Regions from separate parts of the Anser cygnoides genome. Here region 2 is linked to region 1. Evidence: chromatin contacts called from public Hi-C data. All regions are on one chromosome and are shown on one strand. Each heading gives the region's core, a stretch centred on a gene start, on an enhancer-like site or on the middle of the called end of the contact. The rest is flanking DNA. Distances are from core to core; before and after follow the strand shown.

Region 1 (4,097 bases), core at 399-2,898:
GCCAAAGCCCAGCTCCGCTAATTACACAGGGGCAGCCTCCAGCGTGTCCTGGGCTCCATCCTGCTGTGGGACAGCTCTCCAACAAGGGAACCGGCCTCCCCTGCTGGAAAGCACCCACCTTGACGGCTCTTATTTTCCACCTACCTTTCCAGACCGTCTCAGCTGATGCAAGGGATGCCCAGCAGCTGCTTGAGCCCTGCTGTCCCCAGGGATGGGGTAGGGCCAGGGCCACCACCCCACAGCTCCCACCTTCCATCCCAGGACCTCTCCTCTCTGGGTCCCACTGGCCTCCACCTCATGGATATTTTTTCCTGGGGCTCAGAGGCACAGGATGTGAGATCTCCACAGCAAAGCCTGAAAAACCATCACAATTGTAATTTTTTATTTTTTATTTTTTTTTGTCAGGTTTGGTGCCAGAACTGTAGAAAACCCAGGTGAAGACAACATCAGGGAAAAGGAATCGAAGGCCAGCCTAGCGGTCCCATCGCCTGATAGAGGCAGGCTCCGATTTGAGCAATGCACACCTTTCCTTGCTGCACACGAGTTAATGCTAGAAAGGCAGATTAATACATAAACCTGCTCACCGAAGGGTGACACCAGCGCTGCGGTTTGCAGTGGGAAAGATTGAGGTTTTCCCGATGGCTCTGCAGAGAGCAAATCTGACATGATATATATGTTAACTTTGGGTTTGAATCCTTTTTGTTCCAGAGCTCTTATGCTGAGGGAATATATCTACTGAAGACTTGCAGAAAATCCAGCAAACGCCAGAAAAGAAGGCAAAACCTAAACACGTGGCGTAATATTTGTTGTCACAAGGTCAGATTGCTCAACGAACTACCTGTAGCGCCCTAGAAAAGCTCTGGTGGGAACACAACATGAAAAAGCAGAGTTCCCCAGCTCTGTTTTGGTTATCACGGTGAGAGGAGCCTGCTATTTCACCCACCAAACAAATTCCTCGTGTGTTTGCTCCCTGGCACTGCGGCAATACAGCTAGTGACCGCTGGCACCCCGCCGTGCCCCACCATCCCCATCCCTCCTCGCTCTCCAGCTGCCGTTGTCGCTCTGGGACACGGGTCGGAACTGTCATTCCCTTTTATTCTTTTTTTGTTCTCATACTCAGGGAATGAGCAACCTGAAAATGAGATCAGAAAGGGAGATTTCGCCCAGACAATTGCACGTCCCAACTCCACTTTAGCTATTGGTTTTGGAAGTCCAGCAAAGCCCGTCAAATACCACGACGGGGCAAATCAGCACTCGTGGCTTCAATGGATATCAGCGACGTTAAAAAACTCAGCAGCAGCATCCTCCAGCAGGGCCCCGGAGCCGCTGCCTCCCCCGAGGCCGTGTTGGCTGCGTGGGCTCCCGGCCGCTGGCTGGGTGCCACCCGCAGCTGGCACCGCGCGCTGCCAGCCCTCGCTCTTGAAGATCAGCCAGGATGTTAAATACTGGCCCTGCTGGGAAACCGTGCTTAAAGCCACCATAAAAAAAAAAAAAAAAAAAAAGGATTTGGTAGCTTTTTGCTCATTTTCCCGAGAATTCATGGGCTTACCAGGCCTTTAGCTTTCCGAAAATCTTCGCTTGAGTCCCCAGCAGACTTTGCAGCAGGGAAACATCTCCCGGCCTCCCTGCTAAACCACAGCAGCGTTTGGGTCGCCGCCGCCCGAACGCCTCCCGGGCTGCAGCTGCTCCCAAACACAACTTGCTCGGCTCGCCGCGAGACGCAGGCTTTGCGGAGGCGGCGTCAGCCCAGGCGGGATCCGCGGCGCTGCCCTGCAGTGAACTTTTTTCCATCGGGGCTGCCAGGAAACTTTCCAGGAGGCTCCGGGCCTGCAGGGAGCCGGTAGGTTTTGTTCGTGGCCAGGGCCTGAAGGCAGTGCCACCGCTCGGGACCGTGCCACCACCTGGAGCCCAGAGCCTCCTCTCTGTCGCCTGGAGCACCCCTGGGCGTGGTGCCGGGCACCCTCCGTTTCCAAAAACGCCCGAGGGTCTCCCGCTGTGGCTGGGGGTCTCGCAGGGGCTGGCAGTGGTCCGTAAACAGTGTGTCGCCCTCCTGGCTCCCCCATCTTGGGGGGGGCTTTGGGGGAGACCCCACAGAAGGGGAGCTGCCTGATCCCAACCCGTGGCTGCTGTCGGGGCCGTGGCGGCCTCCTGGGACCCTCCCCGAATAGCGACGACCCCCTGGACCCCCAGGGAAGGGGAGAGAGGGCAGAAGAGACAGCAGCATGCCCCCCATCTCGGGGGGATCCCGAGCTGCTGAGGGACCTTAGGGACCAGCCAGCAGCCCTGGCAGCCCTCCTGAGCCGGGAAGGCTCCCCCCCAACCCTTTTTCCCATTTTCTCCCCCTCCTTTTGGCCGCCCCGGGGGCTCCCTCCCCGCACGGCGCCGCTCCCCCCTCGCAGCTTTACCGCCCCCTCGCCCCCCTCCACCGCCCCCCGGGGGCCGGCCCCCGCCGTCAGCCGGCTCCGGCTCCGGCCCCCGAGCCCATGGGCAGCGGCAGCAGCCGGAGACGGGGCCCGGTGGCGACGGGGGGCGGCGGCGGAGGCGACCCCCGAGGGCCGGGGGCGGCCCCGGGCCCGGCGGAGGCGGCGGCAGGGGGCGAGGGGGCGGCGGCGCTGCCCGCCCCCGGCGGCCCCCCGCGGGAGGTAAGTGCCCCCCGGGGCCCTCGGCGAGCCCCTTCCCCAAATCGTGTCCCCCACAGGGTGGTCGCAGCCCCCCCGGGGGGTGCGGGGACGTTACCACCACCGCCCCGCCTCGCTCGGTTCACGGGGGTCCTTGCGGGGGGCTCGGGGTTACCCCAAGGTTCTCCTCACCCGCGTTTCCCCGGGACCCCCCCATGTAAATAGGGGGGCGGCAGTGCCCAGAGCCTGCCCCGTTTCCCCGGGACCCCCCCCATAAATAAGGCTTCCACCACCCCAACGGGAACCGGCCCCAGATGGTTCCCCGGCCGCTGCAGCCGCCCCCGCGGCGCTGCCTCAAGAACCGCTCCGGTTTCCTGGATTTCCCTCCGGGGAGAGCTGAGATTTGTTTGCTTTTCCCTTGCTCAGAAGTCACGGCGGCACCGCCACGGAGCCGGGACGGGGAGGGTCAGGCTGGGGGTCAGGGGAAGGGTCTGCACCCGGGGGGGGTCGGGCACTGGGACAGGCCGCCCGGGGCGGTGGGCACGGCACCGAGCCGCCGGAGCTCCGAAATCATGGGGTATCCGAGTTGGAAGGGACCCGCGGGGATTAAGAGGCGTTTGGACAACGCTGTCAGACACGGGGTCTGGTTTTGGGGTGGTCCCGTGCGCAGCCAGCAGCCGGGGGCTCGACGATCCTCGTGGGTCCCCTCCGATGCGGGGTGCCCTGTGTTTCTGCGGCCGGTGCCGAGGCCAAAAATCACCGGCGTCGTTCGTCTTAGCTGGAAGTTGTTGTGGAAGCCGTGTCCTGTTTGTTAGGCGGGCGCTGCTCCGAGCAGAGGCACCACCAGCCCTGAGGCCCGGGTAAAACATTCCCGGTGTGTTTCTGGAGGCGCTGAGACGTGTGAACGGGGCTTAGGGGCACGGTGCAGTGGTGGGATTGGAAGTGCTGGGCTTGCTGGTCTTTAGGGTCTTTTCCAGCCTAAAAAGATCCTATGGTTCTGTGATTCACCGACAGAAGTAAGTATTTAGGATGCAGTACTTTCAGGCTTGCATGCCTCAGTTTTGCTCTTTTTCTGTGACCAAACTGCCTGCCCGTGGCACGGCGACAATTTTCATGCAAACCGATTTGGCAACCAGGAGGCTTGGTGAGCACGAGAAATGGTTTTATGTGAGTCTTAAAGGAAAAGGAAAAAAAAGAAAAAAGAAAAAGGAAAAGGAAAGGAAAAGGAAAAGGAAAAGGAAAGGAAAAGAGAAAAAGGAAAAGGAAAAAGAAAAAGAAAAAGAAAAAGAAAAAGAAAAAAAAAGAAAAAGAAAAAGAAAAAGAAAAAGAAAAAGAAAAAGAAAAAGAAAAAGAAAAAAAGGAAAAGGAAAAAGAAAAAGAAAAAGAAAAAGAAAAAGAAAAAGAAAAAGAAAAAAAGAAAAAAGAAAAAGAAAAAGAAAAAGAAAAAGAAAAAGAAAAAGAAAAAGAAAAAGAAAAAGA
Region 2 (3,709 bases), core at 705-3,204, 990 kb before region 1:
CTGTTGCATGTGTTCATTTGAGTTCAAGATGCCTCTTGTTGCTTTGGTGACCAAGGTGTTGGCTAGAAGATATCATAGCAGTTGACAGCTCAGTGTTAATACAAAATATATAGAACATGAAATATCAGATCAAATTCACAGTGTTTATGCATTTTATGTTTGTATTTCTGGTGTATTTCTTTCTCTCTCTTTTTCTGTTTTCTTTCTTTCTTTCTTTCTTTTTCTTTCTTTCTTTCCTTTCTTTCTTTCCTTTCTTTTTTTCCTTTTTCTTTGTTTTCTTTTTCTTATTCTTTTTCTTTGTTTTGTTGCTTCTTTTTCTCCCTTTTTCTTTCTGTCTGTCTTTCTTTCTTAATAACAATCAGAGTTCCTGATAAATCACGTACATGGTTAAATAAATAGGAACATAATAATAGGAATCGCCGCAGGAAAACAGTACGTTTCATTAGCAGAGAAGTCAACAGTGTGTTGCAACAGAGTTGGTAATTGTACAATAGTGCTGCTGCTTTTGCATTCAGTTCCTCTGAAAAACATTGATCAGAGACAGTCCCGTAAAACATTCTTTGTGTGCTGGTGTAACAACCACGGGACTCTCCAGGATCCCTGCCAGCAGTTTAAAAGTACAGTTAATGTTGCAGTTAAGTATTTGATCTTTAGAGTTGTCTAATCTCTGCTCCTGCTTGCATTTGGAAAACAACCCTAAGGAGCTTTCATTCAGTCCTGCAATTAATGGGAAAAAGTAGTATTTATTGAATTATTTTTTGTATATTGTTTAGCATACCCTCTTTTTCAAGGTGACTGCTAGAAAACAGCTTTCCTATTTAGTGTGCTTGGAAATGCAAACTGACCTAAGTGAAAATTGTTTTAAAGCAGACACAATGCATCAAATCTTTCCTTTAACTATGCCAGCATCCGTAGTCATTCTGCTGACCTTAGGGAGCAAAGCTAACACAGAGAAAAGATGACCTTGTGCTTAAGCCAGTGAAATAGGACACAAGGCTATTCCTGTACTGCAAAACTAAACAGAGGCAGGGCGCAGGCGGAGGTGCCGGAGCAGCCTCATCTCTGCCCTGACACTGCTAGACCAGTGCTTGGCCCCAGCCTGCGAACAGCTCCCAGCCTCTCCTGGCACACCAGAGCATTCCCAGCAGGCAGTCGCAATGGGGCCAACCAGTTTGGGGGGACGAAAGAGCTTGATAGCACAGAGGTGACTAGACCATGCCAGGAAGTGTCAAAGGTGGAGGATTGCCCTGTCACTGCTTATCTGGCTTGCAGCTGTGTAGCCAAGTGCTCAGATCTCCTCTGGAGCTACCTGAGCCTTCTTCTAGGCATGTGGACATAGCACGAGCACTGCTGTTGACCTCAGTTCTTCTGTTGTTGACCAGGAATAATGTCCTCCTCAGCTGTTAGAGTAAATTTATTAATGACGCAAAGCAAAATTTGCTTTTTAACTTTTAAAGAGAGGCTTCATAACACTATTTTGGCCAGTTTGGAAGCATTAAGCCAAGCTGTACTTTGCCCAGCTAAATATGAGTAAGACTCAGGTGATGAAAATTTCTTATAGATGATAGAAGATTGAGTAACACAGAAGAAGATTCAGAGATAACATGTTATGATGTGACAACTGCAGAACAATTAGTCTGTACTTTATCCTCTCACTAGAGTGGGGAAAAAAATAATCATCTGGTATAAAAAATTGCAAGGAAAATAAAAAGGTGACAACTGTAAACCATGTCTCTTCAGGAGAGATATGGAAATGCAGTGGGTATGAAATGCAACAGGAAGCATTAAGGCATTAGGAAAACTTTGTAATATCAGGAGCAGGCAAGCTCTGAAATGGATTGCCGGAAGAGGCTTGAGACCTTTCAGAGCAGGGTAAACACATGTCTGTCAGAAATGTTGTAATTCTAGTTTTATTTGTCTTTAGGCATAGAAATGAACGGGATGATCTCTGAGTCTCTTCCAGCTTTGTGTTCTGCTGTTCTGTGATAAACTGACACGATGAGGCTGCATTTTTAGGAGCCCTTTCCTAGCAACGAAATCTCACAGTGGAAAAATTCAGAAGCTCGTGGCAAAAGCCCCGTCACATGAGGTGTGTTTTCAGCCTGACTAAGAAAACAGCGCAGAAATGAGCTGCAGGGAACCGTAGCAGAATAGCCAAGGGCCAGGACTGGTGACCTACAAGGTTCTTCTGTCTCAAACTTGTGACTCAGTTGCATGACATCACCTGGCCATTGATTAACTCATCACACTGATTGCAACAGCTGTTGTAAACAAAGTTGCTCGTTTGTGAATTACTCACCTCATTTAAATCTGGTTCCTGCAGTAATAATGCTTCCTAATGTAGTTAAGTGCATGGTGTATGCGTGCTTCTTTGCTTTCCTGCTAGTACCAGCCAGAAACATCCTATTTCTTCCCCTGAGGGGCATCTGATTTTAAAAAACAATTATAAGACCCACCTCAGGTGCCCGGAGGTGACTTACATTTTCTCTGCATAGCGCAGAGCAGCAGATCTGTTCTTTCACAGATACCCAGAGCTAGTGCCTTTGATAGTGATGTTATCTCCACCATAGGGTCTCTTTCAAACAGCAAAGAGGAAGAAAGGCCTTCTTGTCAGATGAGATGATGATCCTAAATTCAGCACGTGACTGGATTCCTTTATAAATGACCATTTCCTGGTATGGAAAGAAACCCATTTCCTAGTTATCTAGCAGAGTAAGGTTTGACTGACAACATTAAGTTTTGCTGGAGAGGTGTGGCTAGAGTCAGGTGAAGCTTGGGTCATCAAAAACCTCTGTCACAGAATGGGTTGCTGTTGCAGAAAATGTCAGAAACAACCACAGAGAGCTCTGTCAGAAACTGTGTGAGTTGCTAGTCAAAAGGCCTAACCTCGTAGCTTACTAGACTCAAAGAATTACTGTCTATGTTTAACTTCTACAAAAAGGCTACAAAATACAGCTGCTGGTCTGTGGGAGGTCGCATCTGGGGCTACAGCACATGGAGATGAGCACAGCACCATTTATGTACTTTGAAACATGAAAATCATAGTCAGGCTGTATTGTATGAAGCTGAGGAGGCCCAACACGAAACCTGTTCTGTTCTCTCACCTCATCTGTATCATCTCTCTCCAGTCAAAGGAGCCACTATCCTCAAGCATTCTGGTAGCTCCAGGGTCCCATCGAGTTAGAGGCATGCTTACAGGGTGGGAAGACCCCAAATGACTTGGGGCCTTTGTACTTGTCCAGCCCTCAGCGGTGGCCAGGGCAGCTCCTGCAGCGTGAGCATAGGGTTCCCCTGCCCCTGTCACTTCTGAAAATACATATAGCTGCATTTTGCACTACCTCAAATTCCTAAATGATTTTAACCTATGCTGAATGCTTGGTAGTAATCCAGTCTCTAAATTAAATAATAATAATAAGAAGAAAATAAAAAAGTAAGAATATCCATAGCATTTCTGTCCTAGAGCTCCAGGCTCCTTGCTGTGGAAGAGGAACAGCCCCTGCTTGCTCTGACCTCTAGCAGGGCACAGGCTTGGTGGTTTTCAAACCACATTTGAAAGTGACTTTGAGGTAAAGGTAGAAATAGGGACTGGAAGAGTAATACTACACAGCAAGTAAATTATTCACCCCACCACAGGGTTAACACATGAGGCTGCAGTGCCAAGTCTTACAAATGCACCCGTCTGGTACGAATTTCCTGCCTTGCGCCGGAT

The links. Hi-C and Micro-C count contacts between places; a contact is called where the count stands out from the background.
Region 2: a Hi-C map of liver shows a contact between it and region 1, with 1.9 times the contacts expected there. The contact joins the enhancer-like site here to the promoter of CYS1 in region 1. A contact is called at or near these places in 2 of 7 Hi-C or Micro-C datasets (both in liver).

The regions. Positions count from the first base shown.
Region 1 is chr3:106,906,640-106,910,736 of Taihu_goose_T2T_genome, reverse strand. It overlaps CYS1 (cystin 1), which reads left to right and starts at 1,648. Exons shown (of 3, transcript XR_007165965.2): 1 at 1,648-1,840. It overlaps LOC136790524 (a long non-coding RNA gene), which reads right to left and starts at 1,685. Exons shown (of 2, transcript XR_010830623.1): 1 at 1,550-1,685; 2 at 1-1,454.
Region 2 is chr3:107,895,271-107,898,979 of Taihu_goose_T2T_genome, reverse strand. All of the region lies in intron 1 of LPIN1 (lipin 1), which reads right to left. Among named protein-coding and RNA genes, the nearest start is that of LPIN1, 17 kb to the right of the region's middle. Within about 2 kb of position 1,954, at least 3 of the 3 cell types and tissues checked have open chromatin away from gene starts, as enhancers often do. A contact at or near this core is called in liver, where this site is marked.